Linked DNA regions of Mus musculus: regions 1, 2, 3, 4, 5 and 7 are each linked to region 6. The links are chromatin contacts, called in public HiChIP or PLAC-seq and promoter capture Hi-C maps. All regions are on one chromosome and are shown on one strand. The core of a region is the stretch at or near the end of the contact, and the rest is flanking DNA. Distances in the headings are between cores, read along the strand shown. Region 1 holds the start of Usp42 (ubiquitin specific peptidase 42). Region 2 holds the start of Gpr12 (G-protein coupled receptor 12). Region 3 holds the start of Cyth3 (cytohesin 3). Region 4 holds the start of Pms2 (PMS1 homolog2, mismatch repair system component). Region 5 holds the start of E130309D02Rik (RIKEN cDNA E130309D02 gene). Region 6 holds the start of Arpc1b (actin related protein 2/3 complex, subunit 1B). Region 7 holds the start of Polr1d (polymerase (RNA) I polypeptide D).

What was found. Promoter capture Hi-C pulls out the DNA fragments that hold promoters and counts their contacts. HiChIP or PLAC-seq counts read pairs in DNA pulled down with a chosen protein or histone mark. Capture Hi-C pulls out chosen DNA fragments and counts their contacts.
Region 1: a contact with region 6 is called in a promoter capture Hi-C map of pre-B cells. The contact joins the promoter of Usp42 here to the promoter of Arpc1b in region 6. A contact is called at or near these places in 2 of 39 promoter capture datasets (cranial neural crest and pre-B cells).
Region 2: a contact with region 6 is called in a promoter capture Hi-C map of pre-B cells. The contact joins the promoter of Gpr12 here to the promoter of Arpc1b in region 6. A contact is called at or near these places in 1 of 39 promoter capture datasets (pre-B cells), 1 of 484 Hi-C or Micro-C datasets (B cells) and 1 of 115 datasets of contacts at active chromatin or transcription factors (astrocytes).
Region 3: a contact with region 6 is called in an HNF4G HiChIP or PLAC-seq map of pancreatic cancer cells. The contact joins the promoter of Cyth3 here to the promoter of Arpc1b in region 6. A contact is called at or near these places in 1 of 39 promoter capture datasets (liver) and 1 of 115 datasets of contacts at active chromatin or transcription factors (pancreatic cancer cells).
Region 4: a contact with region 6 is called in a promoter capture Hi-C map of adipose tissue, with 2.1 times the contacts expected there. The contact joins the promoter of Pms2 here to the promoter of Arpc1b in region 6. A contact is called at or near these places in 2 of 39 promoter capture datasets (liver and pre-B cells), 1 of 115 datasets of contacts at active chromatin or transcription factors (pancreatic cancer cells) and 1 of 9 other capture datasets (adipose tissue).
Region 5: a promoter capture Hi-C map of embryonic stem cells shows a contact between it and region 6. The contact joins the promoter of E130309D02Rik here to the promoter of Arpc1b in region 6. A contact is called at or near these places in 2 of 39 promoter capture datasets (embryonic stem cells and liver).
Region 7: an HNF4G HiChIP or PLAC-seq map of pancreatic cancer cells shows a contact between it and region 6. The contact joins the promoter of Polr1d here to the promoter of Arpc1b in region 6. A contact is called at or near these places in 1 of 39 promoter capture datasets (embryonic stem cells) and 4 of 115 datasets of contacts at active chromatin or transcription factors (astrocytes, extraembryonic endoderm stem cells, large pre-B cells and 1 more).

What each region holds. Positions count from the first base shown.
Region 1 is chr5:143,730,903-143,733,714 of GRCm38.p6, forward strand. Usp42 (ubiquitin specific peptidase 42) reads right to left here and starts at 1,378. Exons shown (of 18, transcript NM_029749.2): 1 at 1,261-1,378. It overlaps Gm38737 (a long non-coding RNA gene), which reads left to right and starts at 1,553. Exons shown (of 3, transcript XR_868672.3): 1 at 1,553-2,812.
Region 2 is chr5:146,583,920-146,586,684 of GRCm38.p6, forward strand. It overlaps Gpr12 (G-protein coupled receptor 12), which reads right to left and starts at 1,320. Exons shown (of 2, transcript NM_001359056.1): 1 at 826-1,320; 2 at 1-206. The coding sequence starts at 191. Gm34333 (a long non-coding RNA gene) reads right to left here. Exons shown (of 4, transcript XR_377206.1): 4 at 2,697-2,765.
Region 3 is chr5:143,621,161-143,623,945 of GRCm38.p6, forward strand. It overlaps Cyth3 (cytohesin 3), which reads left to right and starts at 1,287. Exons shown (of 13, transcript NM_011182.4): 1 at 1,287-1,513. The coding sequence starts at 1,480.
Region 4 is chr5:143,908,700-143,911,399 of GRCm38.p6, forward strand. It overlaps Pms2 (PMS1 homolog2, mismatch repair system component), which reads left to right and starts at 1,302. Exons shown (of 15, transcript NM_008886.2): 1 at 1,302-1,380. The coding sequence starts at 1,358. Aimp2 (aminoacyl tRNA synthetase complex-interacting multifunctional protein 2) reads right to left here and starts at 1,140. Exons shown (of 4, transcript NM_001172146.1): 1 at 882-1,140. The coding sequence starts at 1,016.
Region 5 is chr5:143,313,856-143,316,621 of GRCm38.p6, forward strand. It overlaps E130309D02Rik (RIKEN cDNA E130309D02 gene), which reads right to left and starts at 1,505. Exons shown (of 6, transcript NM_172726.4): 1 at 1,048-1,505; 2 at 323-544. The coding sequence starts at 1,239. Zdhhc4 (zinc finger, DHHC domain containing 4) reads right to left here. Exons shown (of 8, transcript NM_028379.5): 8 at 2,634-2,766. The coding sequence ends at 2,687.
Region 6 is chr5:145,112,905-145,115,604 of GRCm38.p6, forward strand. Arpc1b (actin related protein 2/3 complex, subunit 1B) reads left to right here and starts at 1,352. Exons shown (of 10, transcript NM_023142.2): 1 at 1,352-1,437.
Region 7 is chr5:147,075,957-147,078,656 of GRCm38.p6, forward strand. Polr1d (polymerase (RNA) I polypeptide D) reads left to right here and starts at 1,390. Exons shown (of 3, transcript NM_181730.4): 1 at 1,390-1,737. The coding sequence starts at 1,712. It overlaps Lnx2 (ligand of numb-protein X 2), which reads right to left and starts at 616. Exons shown (of 10, transcript NM_080795.4): 1 at 462-616.

The sequences.
Region 1 (2,812 bases), core at 128-2,627, 1.4 Mb before region 6:
TTTTAATTGTATTTTGGTAAACAGAATGATTAGCCGTAAAACTCTGCAAACCAAGTACTTACTGTAGTCTTGAATCAATGATTACAGAAAAGAAAGTGAAACTGTCCCTGAGTAAAAACAAATAAGTGTAACTCATTATTCACAGACCTAAGCATCTGAATGAGTGACATGGTAAAAGCAGAACGTTTAAAATGCATGCTTTGAAGAAAAGTTCTCCTCCATAAACAGCTGTGCGAACCTGGATCCGGTTGTTACTTTGTAAAAGGGGCGTTAACTAGTTTCCCCGACACTTTTTGTTACTTGAGTGTATTTACTTGAAAGAACCACAAACAAGCAAGTCCTAAGGCCTTCAGATATAAAAGAGCTATTCAACAAAAGTAATCTCAACTGTATTCTAGGGAGGTTAAAGTCCTAGATTGTAAAACTTTGGTCCCGTCAAATTTTCATTTCAAACATCTGAATCTGATCCCTCCCACCCGCCCTTTCCTCCAGGTAAGTTGGTTCTCTGTGCCCCAAAAGATAAAGAGCCTGGGGGAGGAAGGCACACTCGCTTTTTCGGAGGGGAAAGAGCTACGGGGCTCCTCCCCCCCACCCCAACACCCCCGGCTGTCCGCCTCTCTTGCGGGTGTCCGCTCCGCTACGGCGTGGGCAACTCGGGTGTTCTGCTGAGGAGCCTAGTGGACTGCGCCCGGGTGGGAAAGTTTGTCGGGGTGGGGTGGGGGCGGGGAGGCCAGCCCGGAGCTCCGAGGGGCGCCCTGGAGCCGGAGGTGGCAGCCACGCGGGGGGGCGGCGGGCGGGCCCCGGACGCCGGCTACGCCGGCTACACTGTCCCGGCGTGCACACGCCCACCCCGGCAGCTCCAAACGCGCCGGGCGGCCCGGTAGCTGCCGGCCGCCCGAGCAGCGGACCGAGGGGGCGGGCTGGGGCCGGTGGGGGTGGGAGCGCTGTGGCCATGGCAACCAGGGGGGTCCGGCCCTTCCGTGCAACCCCGGCGCTGCCTTCGCTGCGAGCCCGCCCGCCGTGGCCACCGCCTCCTGCTCTGCGGGCCTGGCCCGGCCGGGCGGCGGCAGCGCCAGTCCCGCAGCCGTGGGGTCCCCGGGCCGCCCGGCGGCTGTAGAGGGGGCGGCGGGCGAGGGGCCGCGCTAGTCCCGGCGGGCCGCGGCCGGCTGAAGGCGGCGGGGCGGCTGAGGCCGCGAACCAGGGACACGCGGCCCGGCCCCACGCCGGCCTGCAGCGGGCGGGAAGGAGGCGGGAGCTTACCTGACCCGGCTCGGCACTCGCTCCATCCCCCTCGGCCGCCGCCGCCGCCGCCGCCGCACACAGCCCAGCCGCCCGGCGGGGGACAATGACGTGCCTCCATCCGGGCACCGCCGCCGCCGCCTCCGGGTCAGCGCCGCACCCGCAGCTTGCCGGCCGGGCCGCCAGGGGGCGCACCAGGGCCGCGCCCGCACGCGCCGCCGCCACGGCCTCCGCCGCCCAGGGGCCGTCGCGCAAGAGGCGCGGCGCGCAGCTAACGGGCCGGGCAAACGCGGGAGGGGCCGTCGCCCAAGGGCGGCGGGGCGCGGGCTGGCCTCACGCGTCAGCTAAGCGCCGGGCTCCGCCGGAGAAAGCACACTGATTGGTCCGACGCCCTGATTGGCGGGATGCACTGATTGGCTGGGTGTCCGGCAGCAGGGCGGGGAGGGGCCGCTTCCGTTCAGAGTTCCCGGAGTGGCCCGGGTTGGGGCCCTAAAGCCAGTACACCTGAGCTCCCATCCCGGGAGACTCATGCCTCTCCTACGCGTGGCCCTGCGGACTACGGTGGCGAGGCCACTGGGCTCTGCGATCCACGGGCCCTCACCGCGATGGGGCCTCCGCTGTCTCTACCTTACGTAGCCCTGCCAGGCTAAAGAGCAGACCATGCACCCCCCTCAACGTCTCACTTCAAGTCTTAGCTCTCCAGATTGAGGCAACTGCGCCCCAGTCCTACAGTCATGCTTCTTGTTACTTCCTGGATCCTGAGGCTGGACAAAGTAGTTCATCCTTGTATTCTCTCCCCTCCAGCGCCTGCCTGTGGTACCCATTTAGTACACACCCCTGAAGAGCATTCACTGCTGATCAAAACCTTTCACCCCCTAGACCACCAGTTCACTACACCCTACTGACCTAAAGAGCTGTGGTCCTGCCCACCACCCACTTGCCTTCTCTCTCACTAAGCCTAGTCTAACTGACTCCTCCAGCACTCCACTCTGGTTTCACTATACTCTTGTGGACACAGTTTTTTGTTTTATTTTAAAACACAGATCAGAAGAAGAAGCTAAGCTCTTTAGCTTGGGCATTAAAAGTCCCATTTTAATGATTCCCAGTACAGGTGAGTCTGAGACAGGAGAATCACAAGTTTGAAGACACCCTGTGCTACAGAAGGACTCCCAGTCTCAAAACAAAACACCCAACTCCATATTTCCTTTTTCCTTTCATTTATTCCAGCCACAGCATGCTATGTTAAGCTTTTAACATTATAAAGAGGTCAGGAGCCTATACCTACTCATGCTACCAACTTCATTACAGTCCCTATAGGTTGGCTATAAAATGTCTATTGAGTATTTGGAGCAAAAAACTCAAGTACTTTGAGGAATTAAAAAGGAGAAAGAGAATCCTAGTTGCTCACATTTCAGCATCTCCTGTCAAAATTAACACCACAACTTTTTTCTTTACAAAAAATGGTTATGGAATTTCACCACTGTAGACCATTATTAAGAGATTTGCAAAAGGTAAAATAACCCATGTCTGTGATCCTAGAATTCAGCAGCTTAGGCAGAAGGATTGCCATGAG
Region 2 (2,765 bases), core at 70-2,569, 1.5 Mb after region 6:
ACGGCATTTTCACAGCAGATGAGGGTTCCTGAGCTGCACAAGACAATGTCCCAGGGGTTGACAACGAGCTCGGGTTCTGACTCCGCAACAGAGCCCTGGGAGGGGACAGCGGCTGAGATGTTCTCTGGAGCACCGGCATCTATACAGTCCCGAGGCAGCCCGCTTAAATTGACCTTCGGGTCTTCGTTCATTTTAACCCCTGTCCTCTTCAACGGAAAGACAGGCTTTTTAATGTTTGGGTACAGTAGGGTGCCAATCCAAGATCATGCAAAACACACAGAGAAAGACAGACAACCCTGGGCTCAGCTATCAGTGTCAAAATGCCACGAGCTTCAGGAATTAAAAACAAAAGCTAAAGTCTGCAACCGAAATGCTGTTTGTCTCTGAGGGAAACACGGATCAGGACTCCCGAGGCGGCACATGCACACTCGCACACTTGCCAAAACGCTGAAAACCGACATTGGCTAATTGCATCTCCCATGCCGAAAACCAACAACTGTTTGACATCTGGGCTGCTGAGAGAGCACCGCCCAGCAGCCACAAGTCTGCAGGAGGGTGGAATATTTTAAGGGCCCCAAACTCCCACCCTTCCCAAACATACCTCACGCGCGAGCACACCCCCAAACACACCTCCAGACTCAAACAAAGGGGTGGGGTCCCAGTCTCTCCCATGTGCACCGCTCAGAGTGCAAGGGCTACAAAAAAGGTAGGTGTGTACCACAGAGGTGCCCAGACAGACAGAGAGAAAGATATGCATGCATTTGGCACCGCTCCCCTAGCAGCGGGGACGCGCAGCCTGCGGGGCAGGGGGTTACCGGGGGTCACCTTGGCACGCCCTGGCCGAGGGGTGGCTCCTTCAGTGCTGCCGAATAGCTCGGGCCACCCGCGTGGCACGTCCGTGGTGGCGCCCGCGGCAGGTGAGCTGCGGTGCTCGCGCCCGGCTCTCCGCCCTCCGCGCTCCCCGCCGGGCGCGCATCCGCGGGAACCCCACGAGGCTGCGCGCGCCCCCGCAGGTCGCAGCTGCGTGAGGGGCGGGAGCCCGCCACCGTGGACGCCCGCCTGCAACAGTCATGCGAAGACCCACTCGAACGGCCGGAGAGTCTGGCGACCTACTTTGATCCTGTGGCTTCCCCGAGGCGCCCTTGACCCTGGGGCTCGGCTTCTTATGCTTTCCCCTAAAGAATTGTAAACGGCCGGGTTTTCGGGATGAACAGGAGGAATGCGGGGTAAGCAGGTTAGGGCTGGCGGAGGAGACTTACAACAGCAAGCGACTCCCTCTCTTAGATTGCAGTTGGCCGGTCTGCAAATTATTGTTCCCTTGGGGACGTTCGCTTAACTGGATAGGAGCTGCTGCTACTTAGATCGCCCAGCTGCACTTATTAGGCACTCTCGGAGCCGTTCGCGAGTGGAAATCATTTAGGGCATTCTTGCAAAAGCTTCCTTCAGGCACTGGCCCAAACCCAATTCATTTAAGTACCCAAGTGACACTTATTAATTTATTGTTTCCTGTACCTCATCCGCGGAGTCTAGGGTTAAGATCCTGAAGGTTGCCTGCCGGAAAAGGACTAGCCTGTGTCTCTCATCCTGGAACCGGATCAGATCTTAAATTTAATCACGCTCTCCAGCCTAAAGGTGGGAGGAGAAAAGTCCTATTTCCGTGTGACCTCAATGTTGTGCAAGGCAAAGGATCCTGAGGACCCTTCATATGGGGTTATCATCAGATGCATCTGCCTCCCCTGTGTCTCACTGAAATTCCTACTCCAGCCTACCAGGCTCCAAGTCTTAGATCTCTTTTTACCCCATGTTCCCCCACCCCAGCCCCAGCCCCGCGCGCATCCATCAGCAGCTGTCTCTACCGTGTCATGCTCCTGGTACCAAAACCCTCCCTTCACCTCCCTGGTTACAACCTTCCTCTAGCCGCCCCTTCCCCCTTTCTCACTAAGGCAACACACTAAACCCGGTGTGACCTTGCCATAATGCAGCAGATCCGTTCCGCCCAACCTGAGCTCTCACACTGCTTCTGAACTCTCTCCCTGGACATTCTGCTTTGGGACACGTGGAGCTGTTGAGTTTTCTGCTGAGTCTTCTCATGTCCCCCAAAAGGCTCCAGGACTCTTTCTGAGTCCTGTATTCCCTGCGGCAACACTTCTGAAACTTGACTTAGAAACCAGCAGTTCTGGGGTTGGGGTCCCGGCGTCAGTCCCAAGATGCTGGTGATGCCGACCTGCGGGTCACACTTTAAGAAACGAGGTTCTATGGAGTTTAATAGTCGTGTGTATGGAAAGGAGACATCACTTGCGTCAAGGACCGTTTGAAAGCCTGCGTGAACAAATTCACGAAGACATTATCTTAGCACTCACAGACACACCCTGGACCAGTGGTAAGACAAAAATCAACATTATCCCAGGTAGCAGGTACTGCTGTGAAGGGATGCTCCTGTCTCTTTTCATTTCTTTGTAATAAGCGGAAGCATTTTTAGAACAGAGCAATGGGAAATGAGCAATGTGGGGCTGGAGAGGTGGCTCAGTGGTTACATGCTCTGACTGCTCTTGCAGTGGACCTGGGTTCAGTTCCAGGCGCGTATAAGGTGACTCACAACCATCTGCAACTCCAGTTCCAGGGAATACGACGCCCTCTTCTGGCCTCCTGGAGCATTACATGCACAAGGTACACACAATACAAGCAAACACTTAATATACATAAAATAAACAGGTTGTTTAAAAAAAAAGCGGTCAATGGTTTCATATACACAAAAGCAGTTTAAC
Region 3 (2,785 bases), core at 37-2,536, 1.5 Mb before region 6:
GCCAAGGGAGACTAACGCTCAACTGCACGGGCATCTGACGCCAGACTGGCCAACCCCTGTACTAATGCTTTCTGAGAGCCGAGCCCCAGCTGTGCCGGACTGGGGTTAGGGTTCAACAGCATCACTATATTCATTTACCAACCTAATACTTTGTTAATTCTAAAATGCATCCAATCCGCAGGAAAAATGAGACTCCATTATTATTATACACCCAAAAGATAAAAGGCTGGAATTACCCTAACATTCTGAGGGTAAAGAAGGGAGGAGGTGGGGGTGGGGAGAGTCTTCTCATGGGCTCGTTTTCAGATGATGATGATGATGACTTCAGACAGAGACTCACTAGGTAGCCCTGGCTAACTTGGAACTCACTAAGCAGACTAAACCCACTAAGATTCTGTTGAGATTGGCTTGCTGTGGTCAAAGGTATTCGCCACCGCACCCAGTTTTTATTATTTTTAAAATAAACACTTAAAAAAAGATTTATTTAGCTGGGCATGGTGGCTCATCCTTTTAGCTCCAGCATTCAGGAGTCAAAGGCAGGAAGATCTCTGAGTTCAAGGTCAGCCTGGTCTACAGAGAAAGAGTTCCATGACATTGATGGCTATGCAGAGAAACCCTATCTCAAAAAGTTTTTTTAAAATTTTATTTTGTGTGTATCAGTGTTTTGCCCGCACATATATGTGTGCACTACAAGCATGCCTGATGTGGGTGGAGGTAAGAGTGTGCCAGATAACCGTCATATGAGTGCAGGTGCCCTTGGAGGCCGGAAGTATTGGATCCTTTTTGTAGTCATAGTTACAAGGGTTCTGTGGGTGCTGAGAACCAAACTCTGATTCTCTTCAAGAGCAGCGAGTGCTCTTAACAACAGAACTACATCCCCACACAATTATTACTGTGTGTATGTCATGTGTGGACGCCCACGCATGCTGCGGTCACAGTAAAACTTTATAGTCAGTTCTTTCCTTCTGCCTTTAAGTGGGGGCCACTTGAGCCAATCATCAGCCTTCCTTTTCAGATAGTTTCTCACTCCCTACTCTATGCATTTGCGAGTCGCAGCCCTTAGCCATCAGGTTTTGTAGAGCAGGGCGTCCTCGTGCTCCTGATAGACCCGGCTTCCTCTCCAGGATGCTCTAGAGGGGCAGACAGGAGGTTCGAGGGAGAGTGCTGCGCTGCAGGATCCAAGTCTCCTAGCTAAGCAGCTACTGCAGCTACTGCAAGGCCGGGCGGAGTCTGGTGGGCGGGACCGCTCGGCGTCTAGGCTCCGCCCACACCGACAGGGGAGGCGTGGTTTTGTGTCACGTGATGGCGCCGGAGCAGTGAGGCTCCGCCCGGCCCTCCGTGGAGGCCCGGCCGCGACCCGGGCCGCGCTCGCTGAGGAGCTCTCCGGTTCTCCCCGCGACCACTTCTCTTAGTCCCGGCGTTCAGCCCAGTCGCTCCCGCCGGCTCCGGGCTCGCCGGCTGGCGGGGAGTGGCCTCAAAATGGACGAAGGCGGTGGCGGTGAGGGCGGCAGCGGTGAGTGATGGAGGTGTGGCCGGCTCTCTGGGCGGCCCTGAGGCCGAGGGTCGCGCTGTTGAGAGCCCAGGCTTGAGACGTGGGGCCGGGTGTCGGGTGGGGTGGCGGCGACCGTGGGGAGGTGCGCGGGGTAAGGCGGGGACTCGGGCTTCGCTGCCCTGGTGAGAGGACATGTCGGAGACCGCGGGGTCGTCGCCCAGCGCGGTCGCGGGTCGCGGGTTCGAGGCCGGGGTCTCCGCAGCACAGCTCCAGGTCGCCTTTCTGAGATGGGGCCACTCTGCGGGGCGACCTTCCCAGCGTCTCATTGCCAAGGGCGTCCACGCCCTCCCTAGCCCAGCTGTTTCGGACGGGCCCCTCTCCTTTTCAGCTCTCCTCAGGTGTCTGGAGCTTGGGAGCTCCTGGATGGGGAGGGGAAAGTTTTCAATTTGGAGGACTCGGAGGGCCCGGAGGGTGGGGTGGATCGGTCGGGGGAGAGGAGGAAGGTTGGAAGTCATGACCACGTCTCTGATTTTTAGATCAGAAGTACTCATTGGGAATGGCTTAAAGGACATGAGGGGCAGGCAGCTCCAGTCCAGGTCTGAGTATGCATTTTTTTATCAAATAGAAAAGAAAAAATGCTACAGAGAAGGGGTCGGGTGTAAAAATAAAAAGGGGGCCAAATAGCACAAATGATAGAATCATTGTCTAGCATGCCCAGGACGCTGAGTTTGATCCCCAACACCACCAAATGGAAAATATAATTAAGAAATTAAAGGGGTCAGGTGGGATTCCTTTAAAGCCGAGGGTGGGATGCGGGAGCCACAGCAGCGAGACTGTTAGACTCCTGGACAGGTGCCTGTGACAGACACCCTTCCAGAGGTGGGCTATCAGTTCTCCGTGTTGCTCAGGCTGTATGTATGTGCCTGACTTTGAGTTCCACCCTGCTGCAAATGAGCCGGTTGCAAATTACTCAACGGAGTACAGATTCCTGTTGTGTCATTTCATGAATTTGGTTTCCCAAAACATCAAGAGTCACCGTTTGTGGAGTGGGACTTTACTTGAAGTAAGCAAAGGGTTAATAATGTACCCGTCATTTTTTACCCAAACACCCCAAGTTGAAGCTGTCTGGACTTTGAGGAACGATCTTCCTTTTTTGCTGACAGAATGATCAGAATCCCATGTAATAAGGGAGTGTTTAGGGGGAAAAAGAAGTCTTAATTACAGGCTGCTGGAGCAGCTGCCTGTAAGAATCAGCAGTATTGAAGACTTCCTCGTGAAGTGGTTAATCAAGGT
Region 4 (2,700 bases), core at 52-2,551, 1.2 Mb before region 6:
GTTAGGCAGGCACACACTTCTAACCCCAGCACTTGGAAGCTCTTTCTCCACTGGTGGAGAAAGGGCTCAAGATTATCTTTGGCTGTAAGAATCCCAGGACAGCCTGGGCTACAAAGGCACTGTTTCTGCCCCACACTCCCATGGCCAGGAAACACGAAAAAGGACCTCAACTTACTTAGAAACTGGAGACATCCAAATTAAAACTACATTAGGATGTCTCCATTATCCTGCTGGTAACAGCTTAAACCTGTATAACCGCTTTGAAAAAGAACTTAAAAAGTGGAAGGCAAACCTGCCCACTGGGCCAGGAATTCCATTCCTATACAGGCTATTTATGTTAGCTAGTCTATAAATTCCAGCGCCCATGAGTGAGGACCGGGCAGATAAATAAGCGGGGTGTGGCCAGGAACAAGATCACTCACTATCGTTATAACAAAATCTTGTACAGTATGCCAGACAACAGAACACATACTATGTTTCCAGACCATCAAGATTATATAGCTTAAAGATAGCCTCCACAACCTAACCGCGAAAAAAACAACACATAACTACAGTAAAAGTCGGGACCTCTTGTGGAAAAGTTAAACTGGGAAGGATGGGGCACTAAACCCGTCAACCTGGGTTATGGTAACCCTGGGATCGCTCTGAAAATTCCTCCGAATGAGCATTTTTCGTGTTGTTCACTTTTCTGTGCGCCTGGAGATCGTGACAGGAACCCACAGCAGCACTCATCTAGGAGGATTTTGTCGGACCCGGCCGCAGAAGGGACCGGGACCCTAGGCAGACACAGCGCCGGCGCGCTAGACTGGACGAGGGATAGGGCAGGGTGCGGCGCGGCACGAACGGCGCCTGCGCACCAGGCAGGGGCCGCACGCTCCTACCTGCACGTGGCCCGCGTCGGTGGCGGGGCTGGTGGTCTTGCTGTGCACGTTGGGGAGCCGGTACATGCAGGTTGGAAGCTCTACATGCAGAGGTGCGCTGCCTCCATGATAGGGCTTTACCTGGTACATCGGCATGGTGGGAACCCAAGGAAGGTAGCGGGCGAGGGACAGGAACGCTCAGAAGCCACCCAAGGCCACCTCAGACAGCAGCCGCCTTCTTTCTGACTCTGCTGCTGGCGTTCCGGAAAATGAAGTCCCCGAGCTTTCATTGGCCGGGCTGGTCTAACGTCACCAACTTGACCTTTGAGTTGGCCAATCACCGGTAAAGAGGTCTTGGCATGCCTTCGCTAGCCCGCCCGGAAGGGGCGGATCATATGTCAAAAGCAACCAATGGGTGTTCCAGGAGACGCGTCTTTTCCCGAGAGCGGCAGCGCCAACTCTCCCGCGGTGACTGTGACTGGAGGAGTCCTGCATCCATGGAGCAAACCGAAGGCGTGAGGTGAGCTGGACTTGTGGTCTCCGGGCGCATTCTATAGAGTTCCCGGTATCCCGGTCTCTTGAAAGGACCGGAAGTGGCTGAGGCGCGAGGCGGGCAAGCTCGCGGACTGGACCGGGTCCTCTGTGAGGAAGCTATTTCCTCGGCATCCTCCCGCCACAGGCCGTGCACTTGAAACCCAGCACGAAAATCAGTCGCCGTAGACAAAATTCGTTTCCGCTGTTTGTTTATTTATTGAGTCTTTATTCTTGAAGACTTGGGGAGGGAGGCTTAAAGGCTCACGCTGATCTTGCAGTCAATAGGGTTTTTAACTTTTATTATATTGAGGTGCTTCTGTGCGTTTGGTGTAGTGTTCACAGGCGGCATCATAGCAGTGAAGCACATCTTCGAAGGCCAGCACAGTTACATTCGGTGACAGATTTGTAAATGCAAATTTGCTGTCTGTATTTTAACCTTGTGATTTCCCCAGAGATCCTTTGCAGTTAGAACGAGTGCAAGTGTTTGTTTTGGTTTTTTGAGGTAGTGCTTTGAACTCGGGATCCTCCTACTTCAAACACCCGAGTGCTGTGATAACCAGCGAGGTTCTGTGCAAGGTAGATTGAAGAGAAAAGAGGTTGGTTGGTTTATTTCACCAGGGTTTTTGGAAGTCTACTATATGTCAGACCATATGGAAAATACCCTAAAATTGTTACTGCAAGGATGCACCTATGTTCTGTTATACTTTTATGGGGCATTTCATAGCCGGGAAACTATTTTTATGGTGACTAAACCGTAGGGGAATTAGTGATAGTAGATTGGGACCTTGTCGTTGCTAGACTTCAAACTTCATATGATAGGCAATGAGCACCACTAAAAATTTAAACCTAAAGATTTTTTTCGACTGGATTTGTAATTGTAAAAAGAAATTGGTGGGAATCAAGCCACACCTATAATCCGAGCAGGAACAGGCTCAGCAGGAGTTCATAGTTACCTTTAACGACATAGGGAGTTTGAGGGCGCTCTGGGCTACCTTGGAACCTGTGTCAGAGTGAACAAAACTGGTGGTAGCAATCAGGGTAAACTGGAGACAAAAAGGCGATTACCCTAGGCCAGCCAGGACAGAAAGAGACTTAACCCGTTCGCTGAGTGTGGTCGTGAGGTGGGACTATCATTTGGAGGCTGAGAATGAACTCTTGTCTCAAACATGAGCTCTGAGGACTTTCATCAGAGCAGTGTAGGCAGCATGGATTTGGGTACAGGTTTCAAAAGCAATTATGAGAATAGTTACATAGTTGGAAGATGATTTTTGTCAACCAGTATTTCCCACCAAACTTTGACTTTTTA
Region 5 (2,766 bases), core at 255-2,754, 1.8 Mb before region 6:
CCTAATTTTACTACTTTGTGTACAAGAAGGCTACAATTCCAGAGCCAGACACGTGGACCCTATAATCCTCAAGAGACTCAGGTAGAAGGGTCATGAGGGTTGAATTCAGCTTGGGCTACATACCAAATTCTTTTTTCAAAAAAAAAAAGTCAATCAAAGAAACAAAAAAAATGTTTGCTCCATAAAAAAAACGGGACTGGGTGTAGCACCCAGGCAGGGATGATCGATGACATCACGCACGTGTAAAAGACCTCTACGAACATCCAAACTCTTGTTATCCTGTCTACGGAGACTGTGGGAGACGCTATTTCGAGAGCAGTACCTGGAGCCAGGAGGCCGCACATTCCAACACGGGGATCCGACACACGGCCACGGCCATGGAGACCAGCTTTCCCAACAAGCTCATTCGGCTGTCGTCGGCTTTGTTCCCTTGGGGGCTGAAAAGGGAGGAGAAAATGATCTGCCGCACAGAGTCCTTGCTTTGCTCCTGGAAGTAACTGCACATGATTTCAAGAAGCTGGAGCTCCTGGAGGGAATTCAGTCTCTGTAAAAACAAACCCGGAAGAGAAGCTGTGAGAAGAGGGCCTCCACCTGCCCCTTAGCTCCCACCCTAAGAGATTAGGGAAGTGGATGCTTAGAATCCCAGCGCACACGAGGCTGAGTCTAGCCGATAATGAGTTTCAGGCTGGCCCGAGATACATGGTACACAGAAAGACAGTGTTTGAAAAAGGAAAACAGATCTATTCTTTTTCCCAGGGTGTATTTTTTTCACCCTTCAGAAGCCTAAGCCCGGGGGGGCTTAACTCTATGAATAAGCAAAGGAAAAAACCCTGCATCTAGTTAAGCGACATCCCAGAGGGATGTTAAGTAGCCAGTTCACAAAGCCACCACCCCGGATCATTCATTGGTGGGCGACTGTCACACGCCTGCGAAACGGGCACGCGGCTGAGCAACGCCGCTGGACTGCAAGGCCGGGGGAGCGGAAAGAGGAGCGAGACCTCGGGGCGAGCTCCTGTCACCGAGCGAGGGCACGGCCGGGGCGGGCACCTTGGGCTGCGCGCCGCGCTCCTTGGGCACTTGGAACACGAACTCCTCCAGCAGCTCCACGGAGCCCTTGTCCACGATGGGCAACGGCGCGCTCTGCAGCTGGCTGCTGAAGTAGATGTCCAGGTGGTACAGCACCTCCTTGGCGGCGCTCAGCGCGTCGCGCCGCAGCAGCGAGTGGCGGATGTCGCTCATGGTGCGGCCGCCCTGTCCCCGCCGCGAGTCCTACTTCCGCCCGGAGACAAAGAGGCGCGACCGGCCTGGGCCCCGACGCGGGCAGGGTCGCGGCGCCCGCCCGCCTCTAACAGGCGCCAACCCGCTCAGGGGACCATCGTCGCCGCTGCCGCCGCCGCCACGGGCCAGCGAGTATCCTGGGGTCCGACTGCGGCGCCGCCCAGAGCCGCGGGAGCCGACGCCGCTCGGCCGAACCGGCGGCTGAATGGCGACGGCGGCCCGCAGGGGCCAAGCTCGGGCTGCGGCCGCGCGCTCTCGTGGGCGCCCCCTGGCGGTGAAGCCCGCACGGGCAAGCACGAGGCCCCGCCCCGCCGTCTTCGCAAGAGTTTCTCCGGCTTCAGAGGTGTTTGATTATCAGACACTCGGAGGTGTTCTGAGCCGGCACCACGCACCCAAGCCTTCTCATGCTCCCCTCCAACCAGGACGTGCTCTGATCGCCCCCGGGAGTGGGGCGACTACTAGGACAAATGATGCTTGTAAGCACCCCCACGCCCTGATCCTTCTGTTCCAGGGTCAGTGTTTCCAAATTCTCTCCTGACTCCTGGACCCTCTTAACTGCTATGCTCTAGCCCAGCCCAGGAGGACTATGGGAATCTTAGTACAAGGTTTAGCCCACGTGCTCCCTGTTCCTGAAAACCCTCCCACCCTACAACACTCCCACTCCCCAGCTCAAGATTTCTATACAATCTATGGGCGATGGTTTATTTACAATTTATACTAAACTAGCTGTTAATGAAGACTGGAGATTTTTTTTTTTCTTTTGGTTTTTCGAGTCAGGGGTACTCAGTGTAACCCTGGCTGTCCTGTAACTCACTGTGTAGACCAGGCTGGTCTCAAACTCAGAGATCCACGTTCCTCTGCCTCCTGAGTACTGTGATCAAAGGTGTGCACCACCACCGCCCATCGGGGAGTAGAGATTTTAAACAGAATGGAAAAGTCTTGCGTGTGGCTCACAAATACAATGACTAAGAGGCCTATGGCTGAGAGGATTTAGTTAAGATGATAAAGGGCCCCTGCCTGGGAAAGAACAGACCAGGGAGAGAGTGCAGCTGGGCACAGCCCAGAGACTCTCTTGTACATCAGGGAACAGACTTTATGGTCCTAGTTCAGGCGCCCAAGGGTGCAGTGAAAGAGGCAAAGGCCTCCTTGTCACCCAGAGCCTTGGACATCTCTTGACCCTTCTCACACTAGGACCTCAGAAGTTACTGGATCTAGCAGAATATAGGCAGGAGGGAAATCTGCCCTGGGAGACACGAGAACTCAGCAAGCCTAGCTTCCCATCTCTTTTTCCCCACTAAAGCCCACTCACGCCCACACAGCAGAAACCAACACAGACAATGATGAGAAAACAAATATCCATGTGTACAAATAGGTGTGCACTGTATTTAAAAGGCAGGGCACTTCCGCTCTATTTCTCCTTTTTCTTGTAACTGGGGGTAGCAGGTAGAAAGATCTCTCGAAGGTTGCTCCTAAACCCGTGGGAGTGAA
Region 6 (2,700 bases), core at 102-2,601:
CAGGAGAATCACAAGCTCAAGGCCTACGTAACTTCAAGTCCAGCCCCAGAAACTTAAGGAGACTTAAGTGAAGGCTGGGGATGTAGCTCCGTGACTGAGCGTCTGCTGTGTGTGCAGGGCCCTGAGTTTGAATCCCAACACCATTATATATGTATATGTGTGTGTGTGTGTGTGTATACACACACACACATATACATAATCACTGAACATGGGCAGGGTGTTCACTGCAGCAACTGCTCCAAACTTAGAGTATTTTATTACACCAGGCATGATGATGCACTGCTTTAATACCAGAACTCAGAACTTGGAGACACAGACAGAGGCGGATCTCTGAGTTCAAGGGCAGTCTGGCCTACAGAGCTAATTCCAGGGCAATCAGGGCTACACAGAGAAACCCTGGCTCAAAAAAAAAAAAAAAGTATTAATTTATTTACTTACCCTGCGTGTGTGTGTGTGTGTGTGTGTGTGTGTGTGTGTATGTTTACACACTCTAGTTCACTATGGCTGGCATGTGTGTGGAAGTCAGTGCTGGGAGTTCAATTCAGGTCCTTAGGCTGGGCAGCAAGCACCTTTGCCATCTGAGCCATCTTACTGGCCCATTTCTTTGGTTTTTTTGAGGCAGGGTTTCATGTAACCCAGGCTGGCCTTCATCCAGCTCTACAGCCAAGGGTGAACTCGAATCTCATCTCTCTTCCTCCATCTCCCCAGTGCTGGGATGACAGGTGTGGGTTATCACAGGCACCTCTAAGCCAGAATTAGTGATACAGGAGATTGCTGGGAGTCTAGAGAGGAGCTCTCAGAAGGTGGGAGGCACAGCAAAAGGAACTTGAGACGCACCTAACCTGGAAGACCCTTGACCCTGGAGCATCATCACCTGACTGCAAAGCTACTCAGCAACTTGGAGGGAAGTGTGTGGACTTCCGAAGCGAGAAGTCACCTGGAGTGGCAGTGCTCTTCTTCCTGGACGCCAGCGACTCTGCCATCTTTGGGACACAGAGTCTGGGGAACCACGGCTGGGGTGCACCTAGAGTGCGAGGGGCGGGGCAGGAGTCATTAAGTTGCGGGGTGCCTGCGTGTGGCCTCAAAACCTTTGAATTCTTGGTTGCCCGATCTCGGGCTTCCGCCCTCTAAGCGCCCCCCCCCTTCTTCCAGCCTCAGTTTCCCCATTCAGAAAGTAGTTAGGGGCAACAGCGTGCGATCTCCGAACGAATTCTGGGCTGAGCTGGACTTAACTGAGGTCCGGGCGGCTTAGTACCCCGAGGGGTGGGCGGGCCCTGAGATCTGGCCACAGCCGCCCGGGTCCCGCCCCCGGTCCCTGCGGGGCTGTGCCCGAAGGCCCCGCCCCCCGCCCACGAGGAAGTGGCTGCGGCGCTGCGCGGGTCTCAGAGCCGGTTCGGCGCGTCGACTGTCCAGAGTCCGCGGCCGAGGAGACCCGAGGTGAGGGGCGCGGGGTGGTCGCGAGGTGTGTGTGGTGTCTGAGGCCACCTAGAAGTCAGGGGACTCGAGGCGATGTTCGACGGTGAGGGGGATGGGGATGAGAGAGGAGTGGAGAGCCGTGTGCATGGGGGCCTGGTGGGGCTCCCGGCGAGGGTGGGGCTGGCAAGGAGCTAGTGGGGGGCGGCGTTCTGGGGATGCGGGGCGCGGTGGGAAGAATCGCAGAGATTCCCCGCGCACTCGACGCCATCGAGACGGCACAGCCCCAGCCTCGCGCCCCCTCTCCGCTTTCCTGGCCCCGCTTTCGATCCCCGAGACCCGTGTCGCCCCGTTACTTTGGGCGCAGGGCCCCACGCTCAGTCACTTCCCCCTCGGTCCGCAGCCTTCCGGGTTGTTGCGACCGGGAAATGAGCTAGCACCCCTGCCCCGCCTCATCCCCCAGTGACCATACCCGGCAGGGGTCCAGGTTCCTGGTTCCACCCAGCTTGGGCGAGCGGACCCTGGCGGCTCGAGGGGCACCCAGCCAGGCCACCCCGGACAGGGCAGGTCCCGGTGGGGCCCGCAAATAGGCTGGAATCCTGAACTGGGAGCCAGCCCAGGTGCTGGCCATGAAGCTTGTTCCCGCGAGGCAGCTCCAGCCTGGGGCGGTGTGGCTGCTGACGCAGTCGAGCCACCTCGCCTCTCTAGAGCTCAACTTGCCTTGCCTGGAAAATGGGGACCTTCCAGATTTGGAGGCTTAGCTGCCAAATGTGGCTAGTACACTTGGCAGAGTGCCTGCTTGTCTGCTGCTGCAGACCTTATTTCTGCACTCCTTTGAACCTGGCCTTATGAGGTGGGAGGGTGGGGTGGGGTCCGAAGCTGCAGCCCTGCGGGGCGACTTGGAGGGAACAACTTCTTCACGTGGACAATAAAAAAGGAATAGATTTACCACGTGGGCTTCTACTGTAAGAGAATGTGCGGGGCTGGGAGATGGAGCATTGAATAAAAGCACTGACAGGGGTGGAGTTGGGGAGGGGGAATCCTGAGGGTCTGAGTTCGAATACCCCGACACCCATGGGCACTCAAAGACACACAATGAAGCGTGCAAGGCAAAGGTCTGTGTGAATGAAAATTTATTTATTTATTTTGGTTTTTCGAGACAGGGTTTCTCTGTATAGCTCTGGCTGTCCTGGAACTCACTCTGTAGACCAGGCTGGCCTCGAACTCAGAAATCCTCCTGCCTCTGCCTCCCGAGTGCTGGGATTAAAGGTGTACGCTGGTGATTCT
Region 7 (2,700 bases), core at 140-2,639, 2.0 Mb after region 6:
GTGAAACGTGGCAGAAAGCTTTGAAAAGCCAGCGATGTCTTTCCCAAGAGGTGCTTTGTGCGCAAATGCTTCCAAATCGGGACTCATATTTTGGAAATTATACCCCCCACGCTCCCAAACATGTCAAATCTGAAGAGAAAGGTGAGAATTCCCCCGCAACAGGCTGGGGCAAGGAGGAGGGTGCCTCTCTGCTCATCCCTTCCAGGAAACAAAACCAGAGGGCAACTAGCTAGCGCCACTCTGGCTCCAGACAACGTGCAGACGCAAAGTGCAAGAACTCGTTCCCAAACCTCCATGTCTTGAAAAGCGAGAGGCGCGCAGACCTGCATCGGGGTTCCTGGAACCCGCACCCGCACCGGGCCGGGCCAGACAGCACGCGGCCCCCAGCGGTCCCCCAGATGGTCCCCCCTACCCTGACGCCACACCCCGTCACCGCCCGCACCTGAGGCGAAGTAACTCACTGAGGGAAAGCGGCGGGCTCCCCGCGGGAGCGCTGACGAGGACGCCGCCCGGCTCCGCTCCGCTGGGACTCGCCGCCGCCGATTTCCTGGCGAGAAGCAAAGTCCGGCCAAGACTTTACTTCTCAACCGCCCCTGCTGCCTTTCCCCTAGGGGGCGAGCGCAGAGGCCCAACCCGACACGCACCTGAGCCAATCAACGGCGGACAAAGGCGGGACTAAGAGCGGGCTCGGAGCCTCTCGACCAATCAAGGAGTTCGAGGGGCCGAGTCGGCCCTGCTCATCACCCCCGTGTTAGAGTGAGCGCGTTCCGCCCTCCGCCATCGCTCCCGGCCGGATTCTCCCTCTCAGACACACAGAGAAAACGCTCGGGAAGTGTCTGCGTGCACCCCTGGAGCGCCGCGCCGGGCGTGGGACAGCTGAAGGGAGGGGAGGGCTGCGGGACCAGGCTGAGGGAGAACAGGTGGCGGGGGGCGGCTGACGTGTAGGTGTGCAGGGCGAGGGGACAGCTGGGTGGGGCGGGGACCCAGCCTGGCCAGGGTCAGGTGGGAGCTGGGAGGATGCACCTGAGAAGAAGGGCGGTTCCTTGGGATCAAAGGGAAAAGGAGCTGCCAGTCCCACAGCGTGAGCTCCCGAGGAAGGAGGGCGGTGCTCCAAACTCTCACTTCTCTCGCAAAAGAAAGACCATCGCAGCCCTTGCACCTAGTGGAGATGTACATTTGCACCCCAGGGAGAAAAATTTTTAAAACCCACAGTATCGTCAGGAGAGTCATCTCTGCACAACAGTCTCTCTGCTTTTTCAAGGTGCCCCATGAAAGGCCCCTGAGGACTCAAGTCCTGGGAATAGCCAGCCCTGGGGCAGTCGGGTTCCTGGAGAGCCTAGCAGGCCAGAGATCCGACTCTGACTCTTTTTAAATAGCAGGTGTCTCGGGGCGACAGGTGAGAGCCTATGCTCTTCAGTGGCACTTGGGGACCGGCTGGCTGTGCCCGGCAGCTGGCTTAGCTTCCGCAGTTCCAGGTGAACCGTCCTGCCCGCGCCTGGGCGTGGTCGGGGGCGGGACCCGGTTTAGCCCCGCCCACAGAGGGCCCTGCCGCGCCGCTGCGGCTCCGCCCCCCTCCTTCCGTCATCCGCTTCTTCCGTCGGTGGTTTCTTCCTTCCTGCCTTGTCCCGCACCTTTCGCGACATGGGGAAGAGCTTCCATTTCGCCAGCGCCACCTGAGGATTTCCTGGAGCCGCCACCCCCACCTCCCGCGATGGAAGACGATCAGGAGCTGGAGAGGTAAGGGTGGAGGGGAAGAGTGGAGTGGGGCGGCGGGTCGGGCCAGCGAAGCGGGTGGCGAAGGGGCACGCGGCCGACTGCGGCCCGGCGTGGCGGCTAGGCCTGACCCCAGGCGCTGGGGAAGGAAGGAGAGAGAGTAGAGCGGGCCGGGTTGGGAAGAGGGAGGAGCCGTGGGTTTATTTGTAACAGAAAAGCCCAGAGGGATGCTAGCCATCCGGGAGGGGAGAGAAGTTGGGAATCATGCTGTAAGTCCCAAACTGCCACCACCCCCATTAGAACTGCCTCGTTGTAAGGTCACGCACCGGGCCAGCCGTCCCGAGTGGCGGGCCTGGCGTGTTTAAGTTGGCTAAAGTTACTGCAACTCCGCTCTGTGCAGACTGCTCGTAAATTCTCTCTGTCCACCAAATTCTCCCTCCTATTAAACTTTTCACTTCCTTTAACTTAGTAGTTTCCTTACCTCTTTCAAATGGGAGCCGTAACTGAGCCTGCCACCCTGATAACTTGTGGTTGCCATTTTTATGCTAAAGTAATCGTGTTTTTTATACCTGTCAACTCCCTTTTCATCTTGCAGCAGGGCCTACCCTATTGTAACTCTGCCCCTTTCTTTTGCTCTATCCCAAGAAAGATTTTGCAAACATTTAACTTGGTGGGGTTTTTTTTTTTTTCTGAGATGACACCCCTCCCCCTCTTTGCTGGAGTCAAATGAAGTAGGGAAAAACTGGAGTTAAATATCTATGGCTAGAAGTGTGGAGGCAGGAGAATGAGGCAGTGAATCATAAAAAGTTAATCAGAAAACGATATTCCATGTGATCTTATTCTTACAAAAAAAATATGTGTGTAGAAAAATATCAGGATTGAAGACCTCAATGGCTGAAGGCGAGAGGAAGACAGCCCTGGAAATGGTCCAGGCAGCTGGAACAGATAGACAGTGTGTGACATTTGTCCTGCACGAGGAGGACCATA